Linked DNA regions of Sus scrofa: regions 1 and 2 are each linked to region 3. The links are chromatin contacts, called in public Hi-C and promoter capture Hi-C maps. All regions are on one chromosome and are shown on one strand. The core of a region is the stretch at or near the end of the contact, and the rest is flanking DNA. Distances in the headings are between cores, read along the strand shown. Region 1 holds the start of ARID3B (AT-rich interactive domain-containing protein 3B). Region 2 holds the start of SIN3A (paired amphipathic helix protein Sin3a). Region 3 holds the start of LOC100156967 (cytochrome c oxidase subunit 5A, mitochondrial).

Evidence for each region. Promoter capture Hi-C pulls out the DNA fragments that hold promoters and counts their contacts. Hi-C and Micro-C count contacts between places; a contact is called where the count stands out from the background.
Region 1: a contact with region 3 is called in a promoter capture Hi-C map of liver, with 3 times the contacts expected there. The contact joins the promoter of ARID3B here to the promoter of LOC100156967 in region 3. A contact is called at or near these places in 1 of 5 promoter capture datasets (liver) and 1 of 47 Hi-C or Micro-C datasets (skeletal muscle).
Region 2: a contact with region 3 is called in a Hi-C map of liver, with 2.2 times the contacts expected there. The contact joins the promoter of SIN3A here to the promoter of LOC100156967 in region 3. A contact is called at or near these places in 2 of 47 Hi-C or Micro-C datasets (heart right ventricle and liver) and 1 of 2 datasets of contacts at active chromatin or transcription factors (alveolar macrophages).

What each region holds. Positions count from the first base shown.
Region 1 is chr7:58,995,690-59,000,514 of Sscrofa11.1, reverse strand. ARID3B (AT-rich interactive domain-containing protein 3B) reads left to right here and starts at 1,808. Exons shown (of 11, transcript XM_021099056.1): 1 at 1,808-1,941; 2 at 4,465-4,825. The coding sequence starts at 4,542.
Region 2 is chr7:58,169,789-58,174,709 of Sscrofa11.1, reverse strand. It overlaps SIN3A (paired amphipathic helix protein Sin3a), which reads right to left and starts at 2,889. Exons shown (of 23, transcript XM_021099023.1): 1 at 2,621-2,889.
Region 3 is chr7:58,621,348-58,625,935 of Sscrofa11.1, reverse strand. LOC100156967 (cytochrome c oxidase subunit 5A, mitochondrial) reads right to left here and starts at 2,967. Exons shown (of 5, transcript XM_005666147.2): 1 at 2,695-2,967. The coding sequence starts at 2,800.

The sequences.
Region 1 (4,825 bases), core at 559-3,058, 380 kb before region 3:
TTGCAGATAGTGGAGAACAAGTTAACTAGAAAAATAAAATGAAATTTCCAGGCACTGTTCGGAGCTCATTTAAGGTTGAAATCATTTAGTGATGCCTGTTTGTTCATCAGGACAATTTACTATGACAAGGTATATGGAGAAGTATGTTAGTTCATCCAGGGTGGAGGACTTAGTTGGGGAAAAGAGGGGTGTTGGGGTGGGCTTAAGAGTAAGTAAGAGGGAGACTGTAATGATATACTGCTGAATCTAAGATGGATAAGGAGTGAAGTGAAAAGTGAGGATTAAGTAGAAGCTTTCAATCAGAACTGGAGGTTCTGATAAAGTGAAAACAATGTAAATGAAGTTCTTGAGCCGTCCAGGTAAAGAATATCAGGCTGTGGTTGGACAGAGGGATGTCGGAAGTACTGATTCATGACACAATAGGGTTTCTGGTGACAAGGTCCAGGTTTCTGACTGGGATTGGGGGGCTAATGTAAGGGATGAGGCCCGCATGTGAAATGGGTTGTCCACATTGACTGAAATGATCAAGATGGAAGATGGTTAGAGGAAAGTAAGACAAGGAGCTGGGTGAACAAATTAGCAGATGGTCTCCTCTCTACAGAGGAGTGTCTTAAGAAGTAAGCATCAGATAACATATTACTATAAATAAAATAGATAACCAACAACGGCCTACTGTATAGCACAGGGAACCATACAAACTCTTTCATAAAAACCTATAAAGGAAAAGAATCTGAAAAAGAAAACATACATATACACGTAACTGAATTACTGTGCTGTACATCTGAAACTAATACAACATTGTAAATTAACTGTACTTCAATTAAAAAATAATAAAATGAAAAAATTAAGTCTAGGCGTTCCCCAGTTGATCAGCAGGTTAAGGATCCTGTGTTGTCACTGCTATGGCTCAAGTCACTGCCATGGCACAGGTTTGATATCTTGCCCAGGGAACTTCCAAACTCTGCGAATGCAACCAAAAAAATTTTAAAAAAAAACCACTTTTTTTCTTTTTAGTGCAGCACTTGCAGCGTATGGAGGAAGTTCCCAGGCTAGGGGTGGAATCAGAGCTGCAGCTGCTGGCCTACACCACAGCTCATGACAACGTGGGATCCTCAACCCACTGAGAGAGGCCAGGGATTGCACAGGCATCCTCATGGATACTAGTTGGGTTCTTAACCTGCTAAGCCACAACAGGGAACTCCAAAAAAATTTTTTTTAAATCTAATTTGTATGATTCACAAAAAGACTAAGCTTCAGAGAAACAAGGGTTTTTACAAAAGGTGGCAGCATTTGTCCCCCACTTTTGGAACCCAGGAAATGAAAATACTAACCCATGTGAGAGGATGCAGCATCCTTACGGGACAGCCAGGTCTCAGTCCAGAGAAGTTCGGAGAAAAGCAGATCCGGAAGCGGGAATCTCAGAAGACCAGTTTGAAAGTGGGAGATTGGGGAAGGGACTAAAGCAGAAGAACATCCTGACAGTCCTTGTCCTTTATTTACCCTACCTACCGCCCGCACTACATCACCCTCCACAACCAGAAAACGCGCAAAAAAGACTAGGCACCCCAGCTGATTTCAACTCCCCGCGAAAGTGCTGACGCCGGAACTCCTGCTTGTCTCCGCTTTCCCATTGGCAGAAGCTTCCGCCAGCTTCAACTCGCTTCCGCCCACGATTCAGTAGGGCGGGGCTGTTCCTAGAAGTCACTTCCGCCCGACCCGCCCATTGTTCCCTTTTTGGCCGCTTCCGGCCTCAGGTCCCGCCCCATCCCTGTGGCCTCGCCCCTTCCCGGCCCGGCAGTCCGGCCCAGCGGTCCCGCTTCCGGTGCGGGCCCCGCCCCGGCTGTGGCCGCCGGCTGCGGAGAAGTACGAAACCCAGCTGCCGAGCCGGGGCCTGAGTGGCCATCTCCTCCAACGACGGCTGACCCGGAGCGCCTGACACAGGTAAGCCGCTCCGGGCTCGGCTCCTTCAGCCTCGGCGGGAGCGGGGGTTGTGGCAGGTGGAGGAGACAGAGGGGTAGGAGGAAAGGCAGGTGTGTAGAGGGAAAACGTGAAGGCGCGGGCAGGCGGAGCGCGGGGGCCGCGGAGGAAAAGTGAGAACGCTGGGAGGAGCCTGGAGGCGCCCTCGCCCATTAGGGTGATTTGAGATAAAGGGATGGGATGAGTAAGGGGCCCCCGGGAACTGAGAGGGTAAGAATAGGTGGGGTTGGAGCGATCTAAGCATAGCCGGCGGATTGGCTGGGAGGTCTTGGTAGAGGTAAAAGTGATAGGGTTGGGTTGGGGGGCTATGAAGAATGGCTGGGATGGGGGGAGGTGTGGGGCTTAAAGGGAGCTGAGGCCAGAGGGATCTGGCAGCAAAGGTAAAAAGAATGGTGGGCAAGGCTGGGTTCAGAGCTGTAAGCAGTCCGTTGCGCCGGACCTGGAGGTCCGGGAACTTTAGGGGAAATGGGAGAGGGGGACGTCTGAAGGGATAGAGTGGTTTATATTTCTGAGACATAACTTTTCTAAAAGTAGGCAGGTAGTATTGTTGTTTGAATCAACTAGCTACTTAGGGACAAGGGGAAGATGGGCTCTTTGGGGGAGGGTGTGTGTATCGAATTGTAGAACTGAGTCATCTCAGTCTTACTAAAGAGGCTGTGAGACACCTCCCCCTCTGCTGGGGACAGCATGCAGGGAAGATGGTGCCATAAGATGAGAAGCAGTTGTTCAATGACGGCAGGACTTGGTTGAAAAATTACCCCACTTGTGATTGATTGCCTAATGTTACTAGGAGAATTAAAATGACCACTGAATTCTTTGTTTTATTCGTTTGTTTACTTTTCTTTGATGCAAGTTATTTTTATTTTAAATGAACATTTTTGGCAGCTGGGTTTATTTAATGCGGGTGTAAATCTTTTCATGCTTTGTTACACTATAAAAAGGGCTATAGCAGAACGAAGTATTGCTTCAGGCATAACTCACACTTTCTAAAGTGCCAGGAGAGGAAGTAAAGACAGAAGCAAATTGGAATTTGAATCTCTCACAGATTGCAAAAGGCAAAAGCGGTGCTCCTAAGATAAGCAGAAAGTGAGAATTTTAAAATTTCTACTTTGCCTAACTTTAAAAGTTGTGCCTTTTTTTTTCTAGCCCATTTAAAAAAATCATAAATCCAAGCAGTTTTTATTGCTTAGGGGTGTGATTACTTCCTCATGAATTTTTGAAGATGCTAATACGTTTAGCTGCTTTTTAAAAATCTTTCTACCCAATCCTAATACAGTGGAACAGTGCAAATATCAAGTCCCAACCTGTGCAGTGCAGCTTCTTCTTTCATGTGATGACAACATTGTACGCCATGTTGCAAATCCTGTTCATCTAAAGTATGCCCATGCATAGTAATCCATTCAGTTATGGAGCCTTGCTGAGGAAACATAACTCAAGTGAGGTTTGTTGCAGGTGGGGGCCTGGAACGAAGGAAAGGAGGGGGGGGGTTAGAGGAGGAGAGGGTGTGAAAGGGGTGTGTGTTTGGAGACTGATTGGTAAGAATGCTGATAAACCTGCCCCCAGAATACTTTTGGCCTGAAAGCCATTTCTTTTTGTATTTGTCATAGAAGTGAATCAGAAAGAAAGGGGAAGGTGAAAAGATCTGTTTACTAGGCTGTTTATAAAAAAGAAGCATTGTTTTGTTTAGACAATATTGATACCTGTTTCCAATTAATTAACTTAAAAATCTCCAGAGGAATTACCCCCCCATTTGTTTTTGAATGATGATTGCAATTTGAAACTCTTGCCTCCTTGCCTGTTTCTTTCTCTCATGTTGTTGAAATTGGATTCTTTTTGAGTCTGTAATGTCCAGTTAGCATGGCTCATTCAGCCCACTCAAAAAGCAGGCTGGCGATTTGATCTGGGAAAAGTTTAAACCCAAGAGCAGTTTACTAGGTTTTGCTTTTCTGCAAGAGAAATCTTTCATGTGCCTGATAGCTGTGTGTCTGCTTAGGTGGCACTATCTTTCTTTGATGGGCCTGGGAACATAAGCAATATTCTCTCTTATAGGCAGGCCCTTCTTTCCCTTTTTTATTGTGGTTTTCATACTTAAAACCTCTGTACAGTGCAAACCCAGTTGCTTTTGCAGTAATAAACAGATTAATGTTTGATAATGTTGAGGGAGAGATCAGAACACAGATGTTTGCAGACTTGATGTCATCTGGATTTACTTCATTTCAAACCCACAGTAGTCTACCACTACTGAGATTCATCCCATATTTCTCCTCTTAAATCCTGTTCCTCTTCTTCACACTTTTCTTTATCCACCTACCACCTACCCCCCAACTCCCACCACTCACTCATCTTAAAACTCAGGTTTAAGGGCATATATTTAATGTTCAGAAGTCACGCCCTTTACTGGAGAAAAGAAAACATTTTTATACCTGTTTTATGTAGTTTTTCCCCCCCTTTTTTCCCTCCTTTGTGGTTTCTATGAATCACTTAAAGGTATAGACCCAGTGTGCCTCCTGGGCTGTGCCCAGGTTCAGAGCCATGCCAATCAGTGGGTGAAGCTTGAGGCAGTCATGGAGCCACTGCAGCCTCAGCAGAAGCAGCAGCAGCAGCAGCAGCCGCCGCCGCCACCACCACCACCACCACAGCCACCACACCTGGCTCCTCTGCAGATGGATGCCAGAGAGAAGCAGGGACAGCAGATGAGAGAAGCCCCATTCTTATATGCCCAGAAGCTGGTCACACAGCAGACTCACCTTTCTGCCACACCTGGGAGGTCTTCTGGCAGCCCTGCCCTGGGTCCCTTAGCCAGAGTTCCACCGGCAGTGGCCCGAGTTTTTGAGCGGAGCAAAGTGAA
Region 2 (4,921 bases), core at 1,640-4,139, 450 kb after region 3:
GCTACTCCCCCTAGAGAGCCCAGTGGGTAAGCAAGGGCCAGGCCCCAGGTAATTCACTCCTAAGTCCTAGCTTGTCTTCCCTCGGCAATCAAGCGGAGACGTCAAGAAATGAGTGCGGGCAACAGGTGGGCCTGACTCCAAGCCGCAAGGACAAGCAGCGAACTGTGAACTCCATGAATAGCCGACAGTTGGGGGCAGTCTCGCCGAGAGCCAAGCCTTGCTCCAGGAAGGAACTCAAAAAATAAGTCACACCGACGAAACAGAGGAGACCCCCATGCCAAACCTCTAGAGATTACGAGAAAGCAGCATTTATGCAGAACTGGCCGTGGGCTAATTTAACTCTGCGCCGTCCCCTGCTCCCTAGACTGGGTGGCACACGGTGCTCCCACATGGACATCAAAAACCACTTGGAACCCAAGCCGAATCGGGCCGCCCTCGACTCCTCTGTCAAGAGGGGGTGAGCTGCGCGGGGTCTTGCCTAAGGTGTCCAGGCCAATCCTAGGTTGCTCAGAGTTTTAATAAAGCCAAATAAGGTCAGCAGCTGCTTTGCGCTGAGAAGAAAACACTGCCAGCGTCCGCAGCATTCTGAAGCTTAAGCTTAGGACGATCTCCTAGAAGTCGAGAGTCGCGGGAATAACCAGGCCACAGTGTCAGAAATTTAATACTTGGCCGAGAAGGGCAGACCCCCTCCCTCCTCCCAAATCCTGCACAATCCCGGAAGCTAAGCCCCCCAAATTCACTCTACGCCGTAAAACACTAACTTCATCGTAAAGTCTACCAGATCTCGAGGCTTGGAGGAATCATTGTGTGCCTTCTTGGCTCTCCCCGCCCCCCTTGCCTAGGGCTTCAAGCCCGGGACTTCCGGGCGGGAGGACAGTTCGAAGGAGCAAGGCGGGCCTCACACATGTGCTGAGCGCGCACACACGCTAGGGAGGGGGCGGGGAACAGGGTGGACTTCCCCCTCCTAGCTCGATCCGCCGGAGGAGGAGGGGCTATATATGCCACCAATCAGGAGTAGGGGCGGGACCTTGCGCCTCACGTAAGCCGCAGGAATCCTCCCTCCGCCCTTCATGGAAAAAAATCCTAGCAACTTAAACTCCAGCCCGGCCTCCGATAGGCGGAGCTCGGGAGAATGTCATCCAATCAACAACCGAGAAGGAAAAAAGGGAGTCTCTCCCAGCCAGTGGAAGACAAGAGAAGGCGGGCCCTCTTGAGGAGCCCGAGATGGGTGGAAGAGAGAGAGAGAAAGGCCCCGCCCCTCAGCTCCGCTCCCAGCCGGTTGCACAAGCCGTCGCGGGAGTAGATAGTAAACAGGGTAGGCCAAGGAGTGGAGGCAGGGGCAGCCTAGCGTTCCGTGGGCCCGGGCCCCTGCGCCCCCTCTCGCGGCGTCGCCCCGCCCGACTTCGGCGTTTCGCGCCGGCGCCCCGCCTCCCAACCCGCGGCCGCCATCCCGGCTGACAGGCGCGCCCCCCGCGCCCCTCCCCGCACGCTGATGCATTTCCTTTTCCCGATTCTGAGCGTGGAGACTGTTTTCCCAGTTTCCGACCTTCACTGCCCCTTTCAGGCCACCCCCTCGTGGGCGCGCTCACACGCCTGCGTCCCCGCCTCCACCCCATCCGCAAGCGAGGAGCACGACCGGGGGATGGGAAGGGAGCTGCCGCCGCCTTGGGGTGGGCGGGGAAGGAGGCAGCTCCATGTTTGCAAGGGGATCAGCTGGGGCCGTGAGTCGAAGCCGCCGAGTTCCTGGAGGTTTTCCACACCCCCGGGCCGTGTTCCGGCGCCGAATGCTGGCTCTACTGCCACGGCCCGGGAGTTCGGAGAACCCAGACCGGCGCATGGGGCTAGTGCCGAGGTGCGGGGGCTCTTTCCGGTGGCTTCCCCCGGCTGCCCCTCCCGCAAGTCCGGCGTTGCCCCCGCCCCCAGAGTCCATAACAACCGCGGGCCCTAGGCACCCGCGCCTCTCCTGAGCGCGCCCACCGCCCCCTCGGACAAGTTTGCAGACAGAAACAAAACCCTCGGGCGGCTGCCGCCTTCGCCCAGCGTCGTTAGCGGGGAAAGCCACGGGCCCCGGCTCCCTTGCTAACTCCAGCTCTCGACCAACTCCGGGCGCCGCGGACTCAGTGGGCCCGGCCAGCCGGGCTCAGGCCGCCGCCCCCTGCCGAGCCCGCGCGCCGCAGCCCAGGCCTGGTTCCAGTCGGTGTACGGAATCTCCCCTTTTTTCTTCTTTACAATAATTTTTTAAGGCATTCCAGGAGCGAGGAGGATCTCCTCCTGCTGGCACCTTACCCAGTTCGCCGCCGAAACCTACCGAAACCGGCCGCTCGGTGAAATAAACTAGGCAGCACGGCCGGCACACTGGCGACCCCAGGCCGGGCCGACCCCCTCCCCACGGATCCGGCCGGGCTTGGAAACACACTGGCGAGCGGGCGGCGCCAAGAGCTCTCCTTCCTGGCCTGCCCCTCGCCTCCCTCGGCCGCCGGACTCCAAGCTCCCCTAGCTCCGTCCCAGGACCCGTTGCGCCGGTACCAGGGCGCACTGGCCGAAGCGACCGGCTGGTGAACTAGCCCCCCAAAACGCCCAAGATTGGGGAGACCAAATTAAAAGCAGCTGTTTAACATACCTTCCGAGCCAGGCGAGGAGTCCTGAATGGGGGGGAACGCCCCCCACGGGCCATTGGCTCCCCGCTGCTCTCGTCAGTCATCCTGGGCCCGCCTCCCCGCCTTGCTCCACCTCTTCCCCTTCATTGAACGCCCCCTCCCTCCAAAAAAAAATCCAAATAAATAGATTAAAGTATCCGTGAGTGTGAGCCGCATCTGTGACAGAGGACCCTATATCGAAGGTACCGCCGCTTCGAATTTCTTGAGGCCTTTGGACTGGAAGGAGACCTACTGTGACTCGGAGATCCTCTGGGTGGACACGGAGGAGGAGCTAGCCGGGCTACCCAGCCCCTACTTCCTTCACACACACACCCCATTTGGAACTGAGCAGAGGGAGGCGGGTAGGGATACCCTAGCGACTGGCTGCAATGTCCCGACTCCCCTGGCTGTGTAACCTAACCGTGGACGGCCCATTTTCTGTTAGGCGACTGCCTAAAAATGAACGGTGTAATTGGAAAGTCGTATGTTCCGGGCAACAGGCACTTGCCTGAGCACTTTCTGGGGTGAGGCAGACAGAGTCATACCGCACCTGCTGCTTGGGTGCGATTACAGAGACTGAATGAGATGCTCACTCTGCACTATCCAAGGACTCCAGATCTATCTACCTGAGGAGATGCTACAGAAAGAACTAAGGCAATGCAGAAATGTATATATAAATAGACATCCACAGAATCTCGGAGCAAGGAGCTTCTTTCTGAGGAAAAGTGGTAAAGTCTTCCTGGAGGAGGTGGCACGCAAGTTGGGTCTTAAAGATTTCATCAGGCGGAAGTGGAGGGGCAAGTCATTTTCAGCAAAGGACACATAGAGGTGAATGCAAAATATTAAGAAACACTAAAAGTGTGGCTGTAGTCATGAAAATCAGGTTTGGAAAGATGGAGTCAGAGAACAGAACACTATACTACCTTGTTAAAATTCTCAGGCTTGCACAGCAGAATGTGCAAGCAACATGACTGGTCACAAAATCACGGGCCCAAAACTATGGTTTAAGATGCTCAACATCCCAGCAGCTGGATGGATTCTGAGGGTAGGTTGAATGAAGCGTGCCTGCAGGCAGGAAAGTGAAGCAGAAAGGCTGTTGTAATAATGGGTTTGGAGATTACAGAGTTACATATTCTGGTGGGAGGGGTGGGTGGAGAGAGCCAAGAGGTTTCATCTCTCTCCAAGCCCCCAATCCAGAAACCCTTCCCTATCAGCAGTCCTCACATCAAAACTCTGCCTCACATGCCTCTGTGAATCATTTGTAGTGTTTTTGTCATAACTTTACACCAAAAGAGTTTTGGCAGGGGTAGCAGGGACAGAGGCTACCCCACATATCACCAAGCCTGGGGCCAGGGTACACAGTGGGTGAGGAAGAAAGACTTATTGATTGATGGATCCAGGTAATTCATGTGAATGATGTAGAATGTGCAGAAAGTGAAGGGCCTTAAAGTCCTGTGAGCAGAATGGGAGTCTGCTGCCAGTTAGGCTATCCCAACAATTCAGGTGAGATGTAACGAGGACTTGACCAGGGCTGTGGCTATGGGTAAGCAAGAATACAAATGGAGAACTGCAGTGGCTTGGGTGCTGTGGAGACACTGGTTCAATCCCCTGTAAGTACAGTGGGTTAAAGGATCCAGCATTGCTGCGGCCGCAGTATAGGAGTCAGTCCCTGGCCCAGGAACTTCCACATGCATGGCTGTAGCCGAAAAGAAATTTTTTTAGTAAAAATAAAACCAGAGAGATGTGGTTGAGAAAGACTGAAGACTACTGGGTGACCGATTCAGTGTGGGTAATGGAGGGAAAGGAAGAGTCAGTGGCAGTGACCTGGTGCGTGAAAAGGTAGAAGACCTTGAGGCTAATGGTTCAGTAATCTGGGTTCTAGATTGATCACCACTAATGACTTGGTAGAATACCTTTAGACAAGTCCCTTCCTCCCTGTGAAATAGAGCCTCAGGTGCCTGTAGAAAGACAGGCTCTAAGGACACTTACTTCACTCAGAGTCCATAGGATGGGGGTCTAATGGGGAGGGAGGCTTGCCACTAAGGAGAAAGGGCAGGTGGGTAGAAATACTGATTTGGGGAGGGAAGTGAGTCATCTCAGAGGACTAGAATTTGGGTGGTAGCTTGGTTGATGGAATCACTAAGGGAGAGTGTAGAGGGAGAAAGTCCAGGAGGCGAAAATTATTCAGTGGAAGGCCCAACACCTGGCAGGGCCATGGAGGTTGAGGTTCATTATCAGATTGGGGCTCTGTAGAGTAGAGGCCAAGTCTTTTGTTTGTTTGGGGG
Region 3 (4,588 bases), core at 1,718-4,217:
TGTTGCTGGTTTGATCCCTGGCCTCACTCAGTGGGTTAAGGATCTGGCGTTGCTGTGAGTTGTGGTGTAGGCTGCAGATGTGGCTCGGATCCCATGTTGCTGTGGCTCTGCTGTAGGCCAGCGGCTACAGCTCCGATTTGACCCCTAGCCTGGGAAACTCCATATGCCAGAGGTGCAGCCCTAGGAAAGACCAAAAAAAAAAAAAAAAAAGACATTTTTTCTTTATTGGCCACACTCATGGCATATGGAAACTCCTCGAACTGAATCCAAGCTGTAGCATCAACCTATGCCATAGCTGCGGTGATGCCGGATCCTTAAGCCACTGCACCAGTCCAGGGATCAAACCTGCAATGCTGCAGAGACAACGCTGGATTCCTAATCCACCTTGCCACAACGGGAACTCCTAAAAATCTATTTCTAACACTGCTTTTTGGCATTCAGTCAAGCAGTCTATTACCTGACAATAAAATGCTAACATATTCAGAAAAATTAAAGGAGCTTATTAATTCCCTTGGTTTAAATTTAGTTAAATCAGATAGTTTTCCATTCAATAACTCTCAGATATGGCTCAAAGAATGGACATTTTGGTAGTGGTATATCTAAGAGCAACGGATAGAGGTGAACAATGTAGGGTGTCCATGAACAAGCCCAAAGGCAGGGCTACGGAGGTACAAGACCTAAGAGCAGTCATGAATCTTGGGGCCCAAAGGCTGTAAATCTATAAATGTGGGAGTGGTGCAGAAAAAAATATCAGAAGGTAATAAAAAGTGCCTACTTAAAGGCACTGCAACAAGAAAGGGAAAGTGAAAACAACTCCCATCTTTCCAAAACTATCAGGATAAGGATTAGGAGCCAGGATTGCATAACTTTTAAGGGTTGACTAGAGAATCTAACCATTATTCAAAATATTTCATTATTTAATCCCGCAGTTACTGGAAAACAATTCTGTTAGAAGCTGAAGATTTCTTGGAGCAAATACGGAATTTAAGTTTTTTATCTAAAGCAAACTTGAAGCCCTCCATCCAGGTTAACCCCCTCAGAGCTCTCAAGTATATTCTCATTTGCCCTTGGATAGCTTCATCCAAAAATCTTAATCTTTTTAACTTTCAATTGCATAAAACCTCTTCAGTCTCAAACTGGTAACAAACCTCACCTATAATATGCAAAAATGAAAAGCACTATAATAAAGCAAGTATGTCTTAAGCATTTGTACCTGGAAAGGGGTAAGAGTTTATATTATCTCATTTAAATTTCACAACTACTAAATATTATCCTGGTTTTAGAGATGAGGGAACTGAGTCTTAAGGTTTAACTAATACCTCCAAGGTCACACCGCTAGAAAGCAGTTGACATGAATATAACCAATACTGCCTCCTTGTGGCAAATATTTAGGTCTATGGGACAATACCTAAAATAAAGCTTTTTGTTAGGGAATTATACTAAAGAGGGTGCGGAGAATGCCTAGCAGATAAACCAGTAGTCCAAATTTACTGGAGAAAGAACTGCCTTAAATCTAGAGTTTGCAGAAAGCCTGCCACTTCCTCAACCTGCCACAAAATGTAACAATTCTTTTCAAGAGGTCAAGAACACCTCCCCCAAATGTATCCACATGAACAAAACCGAAGCAAAACATAACTCCTTAGGTTCTGAAGCGCTAGTTAAATAGTCAAAAGAACAACACTATTAGTTTTGAGTTTGAGTGCATGTTTAAATTTTATAACGTTAGCATATGCTACCGTCACGCACCAAGATCAAAGCGCAGTTACAAGAAATGGGCACAACACTGTGAGCCAACTATATTCCAATAAATTTTTTAAAGTGCATTTACAATAATTAAAAGTTCAGTGCTGGACACAAAGTCTCCTGGAACACATATTAAGCAGAAGGCAAAATAAGAGACAGAAATCAGCAGAACATCTCATACTCCAGCAACCAGACTTCTAGCCGGAAGCACAAATAAAAAATAAAACTTCTCCAAGTTTGTAGGACCCAGGACTCCTGGGTCTGTGGTACCCCGTTTTCCAAACAGTAATATTCTTATCCTAAGACCTATCAAGTCAGGCTCTCTTCCAGACCTCAGGAAACAACCACATACACTGATCTAATGTAAAGATGGAAGAATTAAAACATGGCACAACAGTGTCTAAAAATAAAAGAACGGCTGGAGAAAGTGACACACAAAACGGTAACGAGAAATGCCTGATGAAAAGACTACACTGTGTCCCAGTCACGGAAGTATAAAGTGTTCTCGGAAGAGGCTGCGGGCGGCGGTGCCAGGGTCCCCGGAGGGGCCACTCCCGCCTTCTACCCTGAGCTCAATGTCACCTTCGCGGAAGCGCTGCAGGCCGGCGGTAGCCACTCCCAGTCAGTGGCCGCAGGATCAACGCCAGGGCACGGTCATGGCCCGGGGACCGAAGAGGTCCAGTGGGCGCGGGAGGTGCACCCACAGCAGGTCCACGCTCGACCGGTCCGCGGTGCCCGCACCAGGAAGTCGCGCCAAGGGAGGACCCCGGGACGCGCCCTCGAGTCCTCCACAACTCGGCGGCGGCGGGAATGGCTAGCGGTCCTCAGGTTCGGCCGTCGGCCCGCAGGGCAGGGGCTAGGCCTCTGGGCGAGCCTGCCCTCGCATGGCGGCGGGGGCCCAGGTCACCACAAGGACACGCGGGCGCGGACAGTGGCAGGCGGGAGCCTTACCGGCGGCGGGGCCGGGGGTCGGAGTGGGGTGCAGAAGGCCTCGAGGGCTGGCCCGGGCGACTGCGGCTGCTGCTACGGAGCAGCGGCGAACAGCGGCGCCTAGCATGACGGCGATGGCGGCGCGCAGGTTAACGCTAAGGCAAAGCCGGGTGTGAGCTCAAGGGCCGCTTCGAAGCTCGTGGGGGCCGAACTCACGCACCGACGCAGGGCGGGCGGAGCGTGGAGGCCCTCCCACTGCGGCGCTCGCGCCTAGGCGGAAAGGGGCCACACGCGGCCGCAGGCGGCCTACGGCGGCGCGTTCAGGACAAACCATTTCGGCGCCGCGCCCCGCCCCGCCGCCCGGGTCTGGGCGTGGACCAGATCTGCTATTGTGGAGCTAGGATGGTAGGATGGCAGAGGACAGCAGTGGACAGGCTCGAGAGGCGACTCCAGCACCTCAAAATGGGAACGATAACAATAATAACGACAAATTATAATAAAAATATCTTTTTTGTTTACCACCTGGTGTGAGCCTACAATAAGAGAACAAGTGGGGGCAAAACAACTGCTTGTGTATAAGATCTTATTAGCAACTAATCTTTTTTTTTTTTTTTTGCTTTTTAGGGCCGCACCTGCAACATAATGGAAGTTTCCAGGCTAAGGGTGGAATTGGAGCTGTAGCCGCCAGCCTATGCTGCAGCCATAGCAACGCCAGATCCTAGCGGCGTCTGCAACCTACACCATGGCTCACCGCAACGCCGGATCCTTAACCCACTGAGTGAGGCCAGGGATGGAACCCTCAACCTCATGGTTACTAGTCGGATTATTTTCCCCTGCGCCATAACAGGGATCAACAGCAATATTCCTGTATAACAAATCCGCAAGCATTAGGAAATGAGTGGAGGAGCTCCCGCTGGGGCGCCACAGGCGGGATTGGCCGTGTCTTGGGAGCTCTGAGACCAGGGTTCCATCCCCTGCCACGCATAGTGGGTTAAGGACCCGGTGTTGCCGCAGCTACGACTTGAGTGGCGATTACCTTGGAATCTGTTCCCTGGCCCAGGATCTCCATATGCCACGGGGCGGCCAAAAATTGGAAAAAAAATATGAGTGCAATCACTTTACAGAGAAGGAAACAGCCTCAGAAATTAGATTTCTTGCAGGCAATTGACTCTCTTTTCACCAAATCCCCAGTTCCAGGACTCACCTGGATGTTTCTGGGGAAACCACCACTTCCAGTCCCTACAGGAAGGGGTCGATTAAATCCCAAGACTCTTAATATCAAATCTGGCCTCAGTAACTGCATTCTGATTTTGAGCTCCTGGGCAGTGGGCCTGCTTGCCCCAGGCCTGAATTATCTCGCAGCCACCAAGAGTTAAGTAGTAAAGATTCTTGACTTGTAATCACTCATTCTCTATCCCTGGACCCACTGAAGAAAGAAAAGATGGATATTCAGCTCCTCTTCCTCACTCCAGGCTCTGTCTCCAGAAAATCAGTGTTGATCTCTTTTTCTTCCCTAGCAGTGTGGCCTTAGGAGGTATGAATCTGGCTGGGAAACGGATAAAAAAGCTTTTCTCAAAGCACCTGTCCTCTGAGAGTTCCCTTGCAGCATAGTGGGTTAAGGAGCTGGATGTTATCACTGCAGTGGTTTGAGTCACTGCTATGGTGAGGGTTCAGTCCTTGGTCCAGGAACTTACATATGCCCCTGGTTGTGGCCAAAAGTAAAAACAAACAAACAAAAAAACCCCAAAGCACCTGTCCCCATTTTCCCCCACCAACTTAACCAAACAACACCAGGGGAAGTTTTGCCTCTTTGAGTTTAATTAATATTCTCCAAATATCTTAAGAGCTGGAAGCTCAGGACAAGGTCAGCGTTCCCATACTTAAGAAAGCACTGTAGTTCTCTTGCGGCACGTGG